2 separate regions of the Anas platyrhynchos genome follow, and region 2 is linked to region 1. A link is a contact called in public Hi-C data. All regions are on one chromosome and are shown on one strand. The core of a region is the stretch at or near the end of the contact, and the rest is flanking DNA. Distances in the headings are between cores, read along the strand shown.

The links. A called contact is a pair of places that touch in the nucleus more often than the background predicts.
Region 2: a contact with region 1 is called in a Hi-C map of liver, with 2.2 times the contacts expected there. The contact joins the promoter of PRDM11 here to the promoter of CD82 in region 1. A contact is called at or near these places in 2 of 8 Hi-C or Micro-C datasets (liver and subcutaneous adipose tissue).

What each region holds. Positions count from the first base shown.
Region 1 is chr5:52,599,053-52,606,395 of IASCAAS_PekinDuck_T2T, reverse strand. CD82 (CD82 molecule) reads right to left here and starts at 1,781. Exons shown (of 9, transcript XM_027458168.3): 1 at 1,735-1,781.
Region 2 is chr5:52,917,166-52,924,256 of IASCAAS_PekinDuck_T2T, reverse strand. It overlaps PRDM11 (PR/SET domain 11), which reads right to left and starts at 5,583. Exons shown (of 8, transcript XM_027459733.3): 1 at 5,440-5,583.

The DNA of each region.
Region 1 (7,343 bases), core at 532-3,031:
TTCACCAGCCCTGAAGCTGTCAGTGCGTGCGAGCAGTGATTTGAGCCATCTCCAGCACGCAGTGCCTGGCGCTTCACTGGTGACCCTGCCAAGGTGTGAGCCTGCTGTTAACCACCTCGGCATTCCTCACCCTGATAATCCAGGGGACTTTGAGCAGAGCACGGAGCTGGGCAGCAAACAGGCTCTGCCACAGCTGACTGCTCACCCAGGAACTGCTGGCCTCGCTTCCAGGGTTATTTTTCTCCCGTGCCAAGGAACAGCCTGTGATTTTTCACCTTTGCTTCGTTTTAGCCCCTCTTTGGGTCAACATCCAAGCCAGGAGAAGACAGAGCTTTTCAGATAGCGACTGCAGCAGCTGCCACACCTCAGCCACCACTCAGGCAAATCAATATTGACCATGTCATATAGCAAGGGACATGCCCAACCTCACTTTGGGTTTCCCGTAACAGGTCCAGGACCACCAGTGCCTGAAGTCCTTGCCGCAGGAGCCGCCTTCACCCCTGCTGGATGCCTCCCACTGTCCCACCAGACACCAAAACCCATGTCTATGGTTGGAAAGTGCCTTAGGAGGAGCTCAAGCAGGGCTTCCAGGCTTCCTGGACAGCCAGCAAACCCCGCAGGGTTTTCTCCAGCCCCAGCTCCAAGCTCAAACAGGAGATGGAAACAGCAGAGCTGGCCCCAGACCCGGGCACGCTCCATCCCGGGCGAGCTCCGTGCAGCTCAGGAAGGCAGAAACCAACGCTTCGGTTCCAGGGCAGGTTTTTTTTTGTCCCCTTTGCTCCATTTTACGCCAAACCACCCCCAGCGGGGCTGCCAGGCTCCGGAGCACACCGCTGCCGGCCCAGCCCAGCTCGGGAATCCCCTAAAAGCCCCGAAAAGCTCCGGGAAGAGCCCTCGGGGGGGACCGGGGGGGGGGCTCGGAGCCCGGCGGAGGGGCCGCAGCCCTCGCCCCCTAAACAAGCCGGGCCGCCCCGCTCACCTACCTGCTGTGCGGGGCTGTGCTGTGCTGTGTCGCCTCCTTCCTCCCTTCCCTGCCTCCCTCCAGTGCCGTGTCCCCGGCCGGGCTCCCAACCCCGCGGGGCGGAGCTGAAGGCTGCGCTCGGCCGGCCCCGGGGCGGGCTCCCCCTCACCCACCGCCCCCTCAGCTCCGCCATGTGCCAAGCAAAGGCCCGAGGCCCTTCCCCAGAATGACAGGGAACCCCCCGACCTGCTAAAAACCCGGCATTTTGCTGCCTTGTAAACTTTAAACCCTCCTCTAGCAGGCTGTAAAACCACAGCAGCCCTAAGGCAAGGGAAGGTGGGGAGTCCCCTCGCCCCGTAGCTGTGGCCACACGATGGGCAAACACGAGCCCCCGGCCTCCTTCACGCATATCATGGGGGCCAGCAGGGCGAAACTGAGGGCTGCAGCTGTGCTGTGGGCTGGCCAGGGAAGGTGCCCGGCCTGCAGGTGCCAGGCAGAACAGAGAGGATGAGGTGGAAGTGAAAGGGGTGACGCACGCCACGCTGGGGTTTTGGAGGTTCACACGGTCTCAGCACCCCCATTTGCAGCTGTATGCAGCAATACAGGCTAGTCCCAGCCTGAAAACAAACTGTCTCGGAAACCTGGCCTTGCTCAGGCTCCTTTTTCTCCCTAAAAGTGTTGTTTGCCAAAGCAGAGGATGCATTTTGCGTCAGAATTGCTGGGGCAGTATCTGGAAACACATTTAGGGCCAGCCCTTGGGGTCACACTCCTACCTGTCCTTCTGGAAGGTGGCAGCATCCCAGCGTCTCCTTCTGAGCAGCTAACCTCACATAAAACCACCCTGATGCTCAAACAGCACATTGAAGGGGTTTTCTCTTCCCCCTCTCCCTCTTTAATAGGCTTTGTCCTTAATTAAAGCACCTGGTCAGGCTTATGCCCGTAGTAAGCTCACCTGTAGAGGTGTGGGGGTATGGGGGAGCAAGTGAAGTTGTATTTGCCTGCCTGTCTTCATCCTCAGGTGTCTGATCCATGCATGCTGAGCATGTAGCTTGCTTCTGATTCTTATGAGTGTCCTACTTTGAGGAAGGAAGTCTAGGCTCAGAATATTGCCCCTGAGGATTAGTGGAAAGGCTCTTTTTTTAAAAAAAAGGAGTTGGTTTTAAAATAAAAAGAGATTGCAAGGCGCAGCGCAAATGGATTGCTCGTGTGCCAGCAGCTCCGGTGCCCAAATGAATTTGTGTCAATGGCTCTGAGAATAGGATACATGTTAGGAACAGCAGCGTGGAGGTATGTATGCATCAGTGGCTGCATGTATAGCTGGTTATGCTTCATTGCTGCTCAGACATGAACAAGTGAGGCTGTAGAAAAGCATTAGGTCTGTATCACTGAGTTTTCTGAGGACGGGGGATAGATCTTTAAAAGATAGCTCGCAACGAGCTTGAATTTTGCTGGAAAGTCCGACGTGAATCATGCTCTTCTGAGGGCTTGCAACAGGGAGTTGGCAACGGTGCAGAAACAGATCTGCGGAGATGTTGCAGCTGAGCTGTGCACAGATGGTGAACTAAAAGCCCAAGTATAAACAGCATCTTTTACAATGTACACAGTAGGCTGGATTCTCAGCTAGTGATTAGACCAAAGTGCTTGTAAGAAAACACACGGAATGGAGAAACCCACCATTATGTGGTGTGTCATGCCAAAGACCGAATGCCATTTCGGAGGCGGCTAGACGCCCGCCCAGAGGTCACTCAGCCAAGCAATCTGCTTTGGCCTCGGGTCATTTTCATTGCAAACCAAACAACCGTTCCCTGTCAGATGACTCCTTTCTTTTTAGAAGGAATTAATCTCTTTACTCAATCAAGCGATGGCCTATTCTGCGAGGAACCAGGGGAAGCCTTTGCTCGCCAGCCCAGGTCCCTGGGATGCAGCCTGTTTCAGTAGTACAGGAGGTCCCTTCAGCATGGGGAATCCTAATGCCCGCTCAGAGCATTGCTAATGCCCCACACAGCTGGCTTTGCTGCACCTTTGGAGCCGGTTGCAGCCTTGCTGTGCGTTGTGAGAAGCTGCACAGCCCTCAGAGCCCTTCTGCTTTGCAATGTAAAGCACGGGCCCTGCACAGGTGCCTGTGTATGGTGCTGAGGGACCTACGGCCCCTTCTTTGCTGGTAAAACCATGCCTGGCTGGGAAGGAACGATGCTGGGACAGTGGGCTACAAGCAAGCACGTCCCCAGCAGTGCACACGCAGGCAGTGCTCCCTGTGCAGCGAGGATGGGAGGTCTCAGGGCTGGAGTCCTGCAGCAAGCTCAGCTCAAATGAGAGGGGAGCTCAACTGGCTTTGCTCTGCTCTTGGAGGCTCTCTGAGAAGAAGGGGGCCGAGGCTCAGCTGGCACAGGTTGCTGCCTGACAAGACAAACACCAGAGCAGGAAATGAGCCCTGGGCTTGTGCCTTCACCGTTGCAGCGGTTGCTGAAGCAGCTGTCCTGACGCTGTGGCCACTGTTAGGCAGCTTCAGACAAATACTTGGCATTAAGGACAGCAGAGTTTAGGAGAAAGACATATTAGGATCCATAACGTTTCCAGATTTATTTCCTTTAAAAAAAAATATCTTTGAATTGCTGTTAATCTCAGAGGGGCAGGATTTCAAATACTGAGGGGCTAGGTGGATACAGTGACATGCACTGTAGCAATCCCTACACACCGCCTTACTTTGAAAAAAATATGCTTTTGATGTTGATCTCCTAAAGAGAAAAAAAAAATCAAAATCAGAGCTAAGAACTGCTGTACTTGTTCTGCTTAAATTCCAGGTTAAAACAAACAAACAAACAACAACAACAACAAAACACTCTACAGTCCACATTTAGTGTCTGTTTAATAGCACAGGGTAAAATAAGAGCTAGACTGCAAAGCATGGTTGAAGATTATAGCTTTTGTCAAGTCTAATGTTGGCAGAAGTGCTTTCATGGCACTGTAAGTGGAATCCACCCCTTTTATTTGCCCAAAGCTGTGCTTTTATTAGCAAAACTAGGATGTGGATTAATTGTATACAAAAAAAAATAATGATTAGAGTGAACAGCAACAAAAGTGCAGTGGTTGCTGGCACTTGAGGCAAGTGGAGACTATTTTAACTCACATTAGGGAAAAAACATGTTTACCAAAAGGTACGATTTTAAAGTAGTCTGTTCTATTTCAGGACTAATTATTCCTAACAATTCTGAGTTTTATGGCTTCTGAGAAAAGGAGTGAGCTGCAGTACATTGAAATAATTTTCCTGATGACCAGTTGCCCTCCCCTGGTTGGAGTGAGGAATGCAGGCAACTGAAATTCTGCAGCAGAAGTGAAACCTGGGCAAGGCGAAGGGAGCCAGATTGGTGCCCCGAGACACCCCAGAACCGGGGAGCAGCTTCTGTAGGTTGTTATTTTGGGACCGGGGTGGGAGTGCCTCAGAGCTGACTGCTACAGGAGGGTTCAGCACCCCCAAACTCAGTATTTTGCAAGTGAACATTGCTGCCCCCTCTATGGGCGCTGGAAAATGTAGTACACAGGGATGCATCTTCCTAGGCACTACGTGATTTGAGCTTTCGCGATTCACTGAGCACTGGAAAGTATGAGAGCATGTGCCCCCATGAGGTGGATGTTTGTCTAACCTTTGGGATGGGAAACTTGCTGGAACAAGGTGTGTCATCAAGATTTACAATCCTGTGCTTTCCAGAATTTCTCTGTTAAAAATAATAATAAAATTAAAAATAATAATTAAAAAAAAAAATAATACGAACAAATCTCAAAAGGTCTTCCACAGAGTGTGAGCAGGTCACAGACATCTCTGGACTTGCTGATTTGAGTTGGATATGTCAGAAAATGCCAGGTGAGTGTCAGAAATCATTGCAGTCACTTAAATCATCAAATTAAATTACAGAATTCATCGTCATTAAATTATAGAAATCATTGTCACTTAAAGAGCCCTTGCTGGTGCTGCTGAGCTCTGGTTAGTGCTGGTCAGTTAGTGCCAGGGCTAACAACAGCCATGGTATGACTTTGTGGGCCTTGGTGGAGGTAGGACTTAGCCTAATTTTACAATTATCCTTGCACACTTTGCGTGGATGAACACCTGAACTGAAGTAAGCATCTTGGCTTGAGAGGAGAAAACATTACCCAGAAATAGAGAGAGGTTTCCTTGCTGGTCTTTGTTGGGGATGATCTGGGACAGATGCTGTTGCTTTGGCAGTATGAATTCCACACCCCACGGCCCCAGAGACTGGTGAGAAGTTGTCCCTTGCAGTCCAGCTAACATAAACACTTGAGAAAACCTCGGGAAGGAGAACCCGGTTTAAAGGCTGCCAGAGGAAATGAAAACTCTCGGGAGCTGACATTGGCAGGCTGAGTATTTTCTCAGTGAAATGTGTGCAACACTGGCATGATTTACCTGGAGGAGCAAGGCGAGCGGAACAAGCAATCCTATGACACTAATGCTTCTCACGTAGGCTCAGATCCACTGGAGTATTTAAAGACTTAATTCCCTCCAATTTCATTTCTGAAGGCATCCAAGTACCTCTCTACATAGAGCCAATTTTAAACCTTGCATTGAAAGAAGTCTCTTTTCCACCTTTGCCTCCCTGCTCCTTCTCACACAGATACAGGTTTCAATGTCCACGTGGGCAGAGCAGTGCCAAAATACCTCCCTGGTCACCTACTGATGCTCGTACAGCTGCAGCGAACCGCTGGTAGAAATCACAACCTCAAGGCCTGCGGGTGACTTGCAACTGCCCTTGTGCCTTTCTTCCACTTGGTGTCTCTCTTTAGTCTCAAATCTGGGGCTGGATCTCCAGTGTTGCTCTCTTGGGGGACTATTATTTGTTGTTTGCATTTTAGAAGTACCCCAAAGTTTAGGTTTGGCAGCACAGCTCCATAGGGATCAGCAATATACAGAACCATCAGAACATGAGACTCTCCTTCCCCTTCTCCCAGGCAGTATAGTGTTGCTGCACCCTCCCCATCCATTTTAAATGTGTTCAGAAAATTCAAATACTTATTTTTGTGTGCCTTTTTCTTTTTTTTTCATGGAAATAGCAGTTTTTTGTGTGCAACTCGGTCTAATCCATGATACAGAAGGCTAGGGCTGGTTTGCCTCACCCTCTCACCAGTGCGAGAGCTTACAGGCATGCAAGTGAAACACAAAGCATTATTTCACTGAATCCACAAAATAGCATTTTTTAAAGGGATGAATTCAAAATAATGTCGCATTAAAATGCTGCCTTTGTCCTTGGTGCAAACATAGGACATGGGGAAGAATTTAAAAGCACTGTACAATGCTTCTAATTCTTCTACATGTTGCAGTGGAAAAAAAAATGGGGGTGGGGGTTGGAGGGAAGGTGATTTAAACCCTTTTGCACCAGAACCCAACATCTTTACGGTACATTAGACTGACTTGACATGGAAACCCATAAGCTTGGCTTCCTTTTCGGTTGCTATGAAGTGCAAGCCAGCTTTTCAATGGCAAAAACTACACTGAAACTCTTTGCTGTGAAACTCTTTAGATACTTGCACATGGAAAACACTGTAGCTCGCAGCATAAATGCCTTAATGTGCCTGATTCACTCCCATTTCTGGACCTTTTCTGTTTTGCCAGCTCCCCTGAGATTAAATCTCTGAGAGAAAGTGGTCCAGATCTAATGTGCTTGGCAGTCCCCTCAAATAAAAGCTCCTTTCTCCAAAGCCTTCTTGGTGTCTTGCTTAATTCTGATCTGGAGACCTAGAGACTAGACTCTCAGCTAGTATAAACGAGTGAAGTATACCACATAACAGCAGCCGAGGATCTGGAAAATAATATCTACCAATAACTTCTTACTTCATGTGGGTTCTACCCAAATAATTCACTAGCCCTCCTGTGGGAGAACAAAGCACTGTATATTTCCTTTTACGAGCTGTTTTGCACATAAATGCTCTCTGCAGTCCTAGTACATCTCCACTGAAACCAGCGAGAGCAAGTTTGCAAAATCTGCGTGTAGCTTATTTTTAAACCCTTTCAAAATCGCAGAGGAATGTTCATCAGATTGCAGATCCCCGACGCAAAATAACTGCAGCGCGTGCCAGCGTTTGCTAAAAGCAGACGCTGAGATAACATTTCATCCTTTTACTGTGCCTGCGTGGGATGAGAGGCACGTCCTGGACTTTCGTGGCTGTGGGATGCCGAGGCTGCAGCAGGATGGACGTGCCATCTAGCGGCTGCTCGTCCCCATAGTGCTTTTGCACGAAAGCGCAGCTTGGACTATGGCAGCCCAAATTCTTAACGGGATACTCGTTTGTCTCTGGGAAGGGGAAAATTAAGCACAGCAGATTCTTATCGGAAAATTTCACGTGGGCTATCGTTCTCAAACAGCACGGAGCTGGA
Region 2 (7,091 bases), core at 4,334-6,833, 310 kb before region 1:
CTGCAGCAGAGAGCATCAACACCTCCAGGCAGGCTGTCTCAGCCGCAAGGGGGGTCCCCATTCAGCTGGGATGTAACATCAATATGAAATCCTGCTCTGGTGCCATTTGTCCATTTGGTACCATATCACTTTTGTTGAAGGATGTTACATGACAGCTCCTTGATGCTTGTTATTGTGGTGTCACCCTCCTTGGGCTACAGGACACAGCAAGCAGCTCCTTTCTTTGTACAGATTCAGCCTTCTGCCTCCATCCCCTCCAAGCTACTCGGGAGGAAAGTGAAAAGATACCCATAAATCGTACTCTTAACTGTTTCTAAAACACTAACAAACTAACTCACCCCGTGAAAGGCACCAATGAACACACGGAGCAGAATGAGCACAAATCAACGGCTCTACAAAATGCAGAGAAAGCAAAAGCAAAAGCCATATTTATTTCTCCTCGTTTCGTACCCTCTTGCAGGCCATTAGGGAGATAAGATCTCACAGCACAACAGACATTATTCAGGGCTGGTAAATCTGTCTACAGGTTAGGGGCTCATGTTACACCGCTTGGATGAGTACTGGCTGAGCGTGGGTCACACCGACCCCCTTTCCTTGGTGCAGGCAGCAGTCCAGATACTCCCAGTGTCAGATCTGCCAAGAAATCAGATATCCGTGTGCTGAATTCACCACCACCACCACTTGATCTGCACATTCCCTTCTATACAGAGAGCGAGGGGTGTTCAGATCCTGCCTATCCTAATGCAGCAAAAAGTTTCCAGCAGGAGCCAAGCGCCTTTGGTCTACCCCTTCAACACCCCCTCGTCAAGTGTCTTCGAGGTAAAGGTGTCAGGTTGCCCAGAAATAGCTAATCCTTTACACTACGGGCATTTTTAAAACACTGATTAGTGGAAGCACAGAAGAGCTCATTCAATTCCTGTCCAAAGAGAAGAGGGGGCACGTCACAGTGACTTCACACACGCGAGTCACTGGCATGCTACAAAAATTCACTGACTACACCAAGAGAGCTCAAAGGCAACATTTCAACACCTGACGACCGAGTGAGACCTGGTTAAAAGGAAACACAACCACCAGTTAAGTCCCTCAGCCCTAAGGAGCACACGTTAACATCTGATTTAGTTGGTGCTAGCTCTCAACACGTCTAGGAGGCGCAGTAAGTGGATCCACCTTTCTGGAGGTGCTGGCCTTGCAACAGCAACACAGCGCTGGCTGGCGAGGTTCTGCACAAGAAGTCAGGTACTGCTGACTTCTTCAGTCAGTCCGACACTATGTGGTTTAGGAAAAATTGTTAAGGAACAATGCAACTTATACACTGTACATAAAGTTTTCTTTGTAAGAGGAACAAAAATTCAGTAAGTGATTTGTTTCTGTTCTTCAAAAGCTGATTGACCTCATATGGGCTCAAATTAAAAAATCAACACCAAAAAAATCAAAAAACCAAACGCTGCATGCCTAGGCAAGTACACAGCTCCAGAATGTATGTTATTGTTCACAAAAGTATGTCATCAATACCAATTTTTCCTTTAGCTTCCAAGTGCTTTCATTAATTTCCTCTGAATGAAAAGACTGGGCTCTGCAAACTGTGGCATATTTAACTTCTGCATCAGCCTTTCCAAGCAAAATGTCTCCAATTGAAGGAGAGCAGCAGACCTAATGAAGTACTCCCTAGTAGCTTGGGAAAGAAAAAAATCAAAACAAACACCACAAGAACAGAACCCAAGTACACAGACATCAGCAAGTCAAGGATTATCCAAACGAAAGGTGTGAAGAGGGATGTGCTCGGAGTGAAAAGGTAACCCCAGCCAAACTTAGGACGCCTTTCAAGAAATACAGTATGTACACCTCGTCTGCTCAGCTATTTGAGGCTCCGGGTGTAGGACTGCATTTCACTGCACTCAGTTTATTATGACATAGTTTATACAACACATTTTCAAAATAAAGCTTTGTTGTACGGAGTGGGAATGCGCTGGACAACATTTCAAGTCGATTATCAGCCTGGAAACAGCTGATGTCCCTGGCCAACATCAGCTCCAATTACTGGCCTTCAAAATGATACGCTCTGAAGCGGCGCTCGCTGGGAGCCAGCAGAAGCCGCGTGCCTGCAGCGCTCCGATGCTCGCTGAGAAGGGTGCGAGCACTGCTCCCAGGTGTGCCCTGCCCACAGATGCAGTGCTCCTGACGTTCAGTGCTTGGCCTCGCTGCTGAAGCTCATTTCAGTGCCCCCTCGGGCTAACCCTTCCCGCAGCACCGCTGCCAGCACAGTACTGGAGAGCAGGCTCCTGAGAGAGGTGCTGAATTTTGGAAATCCTGCCTCCACCTCCCTCTGACAGTCACAACCCGAGGCACCTACGCTTTTTATAAAGCCTTCAAAGGGAAGACACTCACTTTCAATGTTAAAGATCCACCAGCTTAGACTCTTTCACCAGTAATCCTCACGTTCATACAAGTGCCTAAAGCACGTTTCAGAAAATGCAGAAATTACAAGTAACTACCACGGCGTGGGACATGGTACAATTTGCCCACTAACAGAAACCATAGATTCACTGATCAGACCACGGAAGTAAAACTATTCTGGCTGAAAAGCCAAAACCTAAGGAGGAAAAAAAGAAAAGGGGCAAAGAAGCGAATCCATTTGTCGTCAGCGTGCTCAAATGGGACGACTTCCCTAACGATACCCTTCTGATGGGCCCCTTATTGATGGCTGTTTGCGACCGAGGGACTGTGCTGAAGCGCTGCTCTGCAGTATGCATTACCGATCCCTCTCCAGAGGCTGCCAGATTCTGCAGATTGCAGCTTAAACCTTAAATTATATGTATAATGTTTTTACCTTCTGACTGCAGAGAAGCTGTTCCGAGTATGAAAGGCTGGACGGCTGCCTCCCCGTGTTGCGGACAGAGGAGCCCTTTGAACAACAGCTCTCGGGGATGCAGGCTATCCTGCTCACACAAGCACAGCATTGACCAGGAAGCATAATGGCAAAGGTTTAAGTGTCAATATTTTGAATTGCTTCACTGTCTCTCGGCAGAAACATATAGGTTCTTGCAATTATGTCCGCAGTTTGGGATGGAAGGAGGAAAAACGCCAGTGCTACCCTCACCAACTCCAGCTTAAGTCAGAAACCCACATAGTAAGGACAGCGACTAGATGCGGAAAGATCCACACTGCAAACCCAACTCCAGACGACAACTCAAAATTTGCACCCCTTCCCCTCTGTTTGCTTCCCTCCCTGCTCTCAGCCTTCCCAATCCTCTCTGGTATCAGTGCAGTGCCTGCCAACCGCGTGATGGGCATCTTAAAGACAAACATCTCTAACGTGGGATGCTCGTGCTGCCCTCCTCACCAGGTCACTCCTCCATCCACTTTGCCTGCCCTCACCTTCCCGAGAAGCCATGCAACTGTTTTGTGTTTTCCACAGCACTTTGCTCAGCCTCTTCTACCTGCACACTTTCTGTTTCTGGAGCACTCTTCCCTAACCTTCTTTCTGAAGATGCTGCTCAGCAAGGCAAGAACCTGCCTCTCGCCTTGTCCTCTGTTTTTTCTTCAGGAGGTTGGACTCGCTACTGGAATCCACTTTCACCGGCAAGTTCAGCTAGCAGGGATCCTCGAAAAGCAACATTTCACAGCATCATTTTAGAAGGACCACTGCTCCACAGGCTTTATTTTTTCTCCTATTTACGAAAACCCTCACTAGCAGAAAGGAGGTCACCGGGAGAACGGAAGAGTCAGCGCCTGTGAAATTAAAGCTTTCTTCACCCGACTACTGCAGAGGAGGTCAGCGCAGAAGACGACGACGCTAAAACTGCCTGCAGCAAGCGGCACGGCATTTCTGCTCCACGCCACTTCCCCCTGCACCGCAGGGCTTCAGGCAGCAGCGCCGCAGAGAAGTGCTGGCGGTGAAATACTTCAAGAAGCAGAGATACAACGGGAGAGACGCTGAGCAGGGATGCTTGTGGCCCTGGCACTTGCTCTGTGACAGCGCGGGGGCACGTGCTGGCTCCTGGTCACCAGACGTGTCCCTACCTCAGCCCTGCGGCTGAAGGGCCAGTGCTCGGAGAGCTCCAGGCTGCAGTAAGGAGAACCTCAAGCCTACCCCGTTAAAGAGCCCGGATTTCTCCAACCGCCAGAAAGCTGCAACCCAAATCGAGGACGGAAAGCTGTTTTTGCTTGTTTTGGCGTTCTCAGGAAGACTGGTTGTTCGCAGGGTTCGGATGCACGTTCCCAACGCCAAGCTGGGAATCCACACCAAGAGCTCCCACCTGCCCTCCCACCACCGGGAACAAGCTTTGGGGCTCCACACCAAGCTCCAGCAGCTGCCTTCTTCCCCCTGGAGCCCCCCCAGCTCATCTGTGGCGCTATAACTCGGTTATAACTCGGTTACCGACCCCAAACCCCTCATTTTGACGTTCAGCCTCTCCACGCAAGCCTCCACACAAACCCCACCACGACCACTTTAATGACGTTACCCCAATATCCCCAACTTTACACACTTCCTGCTGCTGAAGCAGCGCGGAGCCCCCCACCTCAGCACCCCCCCCACCCCCCTCAGCCCCTCCCCTCCGGGCGCTCCCGGCCGCGGCCCCCGGGGAGCCCCCGGCCGCTCCGCCCCGCCCCCTCCCGCCCGCCCCCGCCGCCCATTGGCTGCCGGCGCTGTCACTCAGCGGACGCGCGCCCGCCGCCGCGGCGCGGGCGGGAGGGGAGCGGCGGGGCCAGGAGGAGGAGGAGGAGGAGGAGGAGGAGGAGGAAGAGGAAGAGCAGGGGGCGCTACCTGGCCGCGGGTCGCCACCGCCCCACCGCGGCCACCCCCAGGCGCGACCCCCGGGCGGGGCCCCCGCGCTGCTGCCCTCCCTCCCTCCCTGCCGTCCCCCGCAGCCATTTTCGTGGCCACCTTGGCTACCAGCGGGGCTGACTCACCTCGGCGCTGCGGGCGCGGGGGGCCCGCCTCGGCGTCCCGGGGGCGGAGGGGGGGGGGTGCCCGCTCCGCACCGGGGTGTGGGGGGGCCCGGCTGGCTGCGCCCTGCCTCCCCGCCGCCCCGCCGGCCCCGCTCGCTAGGCGCAGGCGAGGACGGGTCCCGGGGCCGGGCCGGGCTCGGCGGAGGCGGCGGCGGCTCCCTCCCTCCCGGCCGTGACCACCATCTTATTAGCACAGGAAATGACATGGAGAACGGAAGAGAGGGGCGTTCGGGGGCCGAGCCCGGGGACCCCCCGAACCGGCGGGGGGAGGCGCCGCCGGCCCGCCCGGCTTGGCTTGGCCCGGCCCGGCCCGCTGGGGCTCTCCCGGGGCCGTGCCTGTGAACGCCCGCCCCGGTGCTTGGCGCCCGAGGTGAAGCGAGAAGGGAGAAAAAAAAAAAAAGAAAAAAAAAAAAAAAAAAAAGAAAACATGCACAAAGCAGGAAAAAAAAAAAATAAAGCGAGGAAACCCAAACCGCCCTCAATTCCCACCTCCTGCTCCGGAGCCTGCGAGTTCCGCGCCGAGCCGGCGGCGATCTGCTCGCCCGCAGCCGCCCCGGCCGGGCAGGGGCTCGGGGGGGGCTTTTAAGGACGGAGGAGCCGGCGGCCGAGGGGCCCCGTCCCGTCCTGTGCCCTGCCGGGCTCCCCCCGTGCTGCCCGCCCGCCGCCGCGGCCACCACCTGCCGCCGGGCCGGGCCCGCCGGGCCGCCCCCCCGGGGAGCTCGGGGACAGGCGGGGGAGCGGCCCCCGGCCGCAGCGAGGGGGCTCCTGCGGGCTCCTGCGGGCTCCTGCGGGCTCCTGCGGGCTCCTGCGGGCTCCTGCGGGCTCCTGCGGGCTCCTGCGGGCTGTGGGTGCCCCTGGTCCTGCCGGGGTGTCATTGCCCCCCGTAAGGCAAAAGGCGAGCCTAGGGATTCGTTTCTAATCCCCCCCCCCCCACCTCAAAATAAAACCAGCAACAAAACACAACCCACCCGACAGCAATAAGAAGGACCCGGCCCCCCGAGCTCTGCGCAGAAATCATGGGCAGCGTGATGACTGACAAAAAGTAGGCATAATTTAATAAAGAGAGGAAACATGTCTCACCAATAAAGCAAATTCTAAATAAAACCATCTGCGAGCGTTAAACTTGAAACAATGCGAACTGCCTGGCTGCTTTGCCAAAAGAGGCACAGTGGGGGGTAAAGCGAGGGATAGATAAATGGCCGTAATTTTTCAGTTCCTTTGGTTGACAATGAGCTTGTATGTGAACAGGGCTGTGGTGGCAATGTACATGCTCCGGTGCTTGGAGCTACTTCCCTTTTTCTGCAGCCCTGAGAAATACCCTTGTCTGCAGTCCCAAGAAATACCGATCTTCCCTAATCCTTGCCATCCTGCTGTAAAGGGACGGGATGAGGTGTGGAAAGGAGAGTAGCGAGGACACAACCTCAGCAAAATCAAGGCCTGCTCCTGCCACCCGGGAGCTGCTTCCAGTGCTGTCACTGAGGGCTTGGGGGTGGCAGGACTTCAGGACCAGGTCGTGGTATATGACTCGAGTTGGCTAAAGATACTGTCTGGCCAAACAATGAGGAAAGTAATCAACACAAGTGCAGAACGAGCTTGCTTTACAGCAGCAGCACGGATGATTATTTTGAAGTTTAAATGAGTGCTGTTTGTCAGGTCCCCAGCTGCGGTACACTTTTTGTTCCCCATTTCTAACCTCTCCAGGGAGGATTCCTTCTCAAAGGGTAAACGTGCTGTGTAATTTTACCCTTACCAGTAACCACAGATAGATGGACTTTGAGGCACTTGCACTTGCCTGGGACAGGCATACCATAAGCTGTCAGCACCTTCAGACTCCTCAGAAATATTAGAGATCCTAGCAGAGCTGCTCTAGTTTGCAGTTTCTGTCTATGTGCTGAAATGTATGAGAACACTCCGCTGGCAGCCAGGCGGACAATGGGCTTGTAAATATGACTGATGAATGAACTGCGAGAAAAAATAATAATTAAAAACACAATAAAAATCATGGAAGTAATACAAATGCCTGCTGAATGCCATGTTAATTTGAAGTAATAGTTTTGTCATAACTGTTGCAGTCTAAGGCGGTAAGAGCAGGCTCAAAGGGAGGCATAAAGCTTTTATTTACAAAGAAAATTAAATATTTA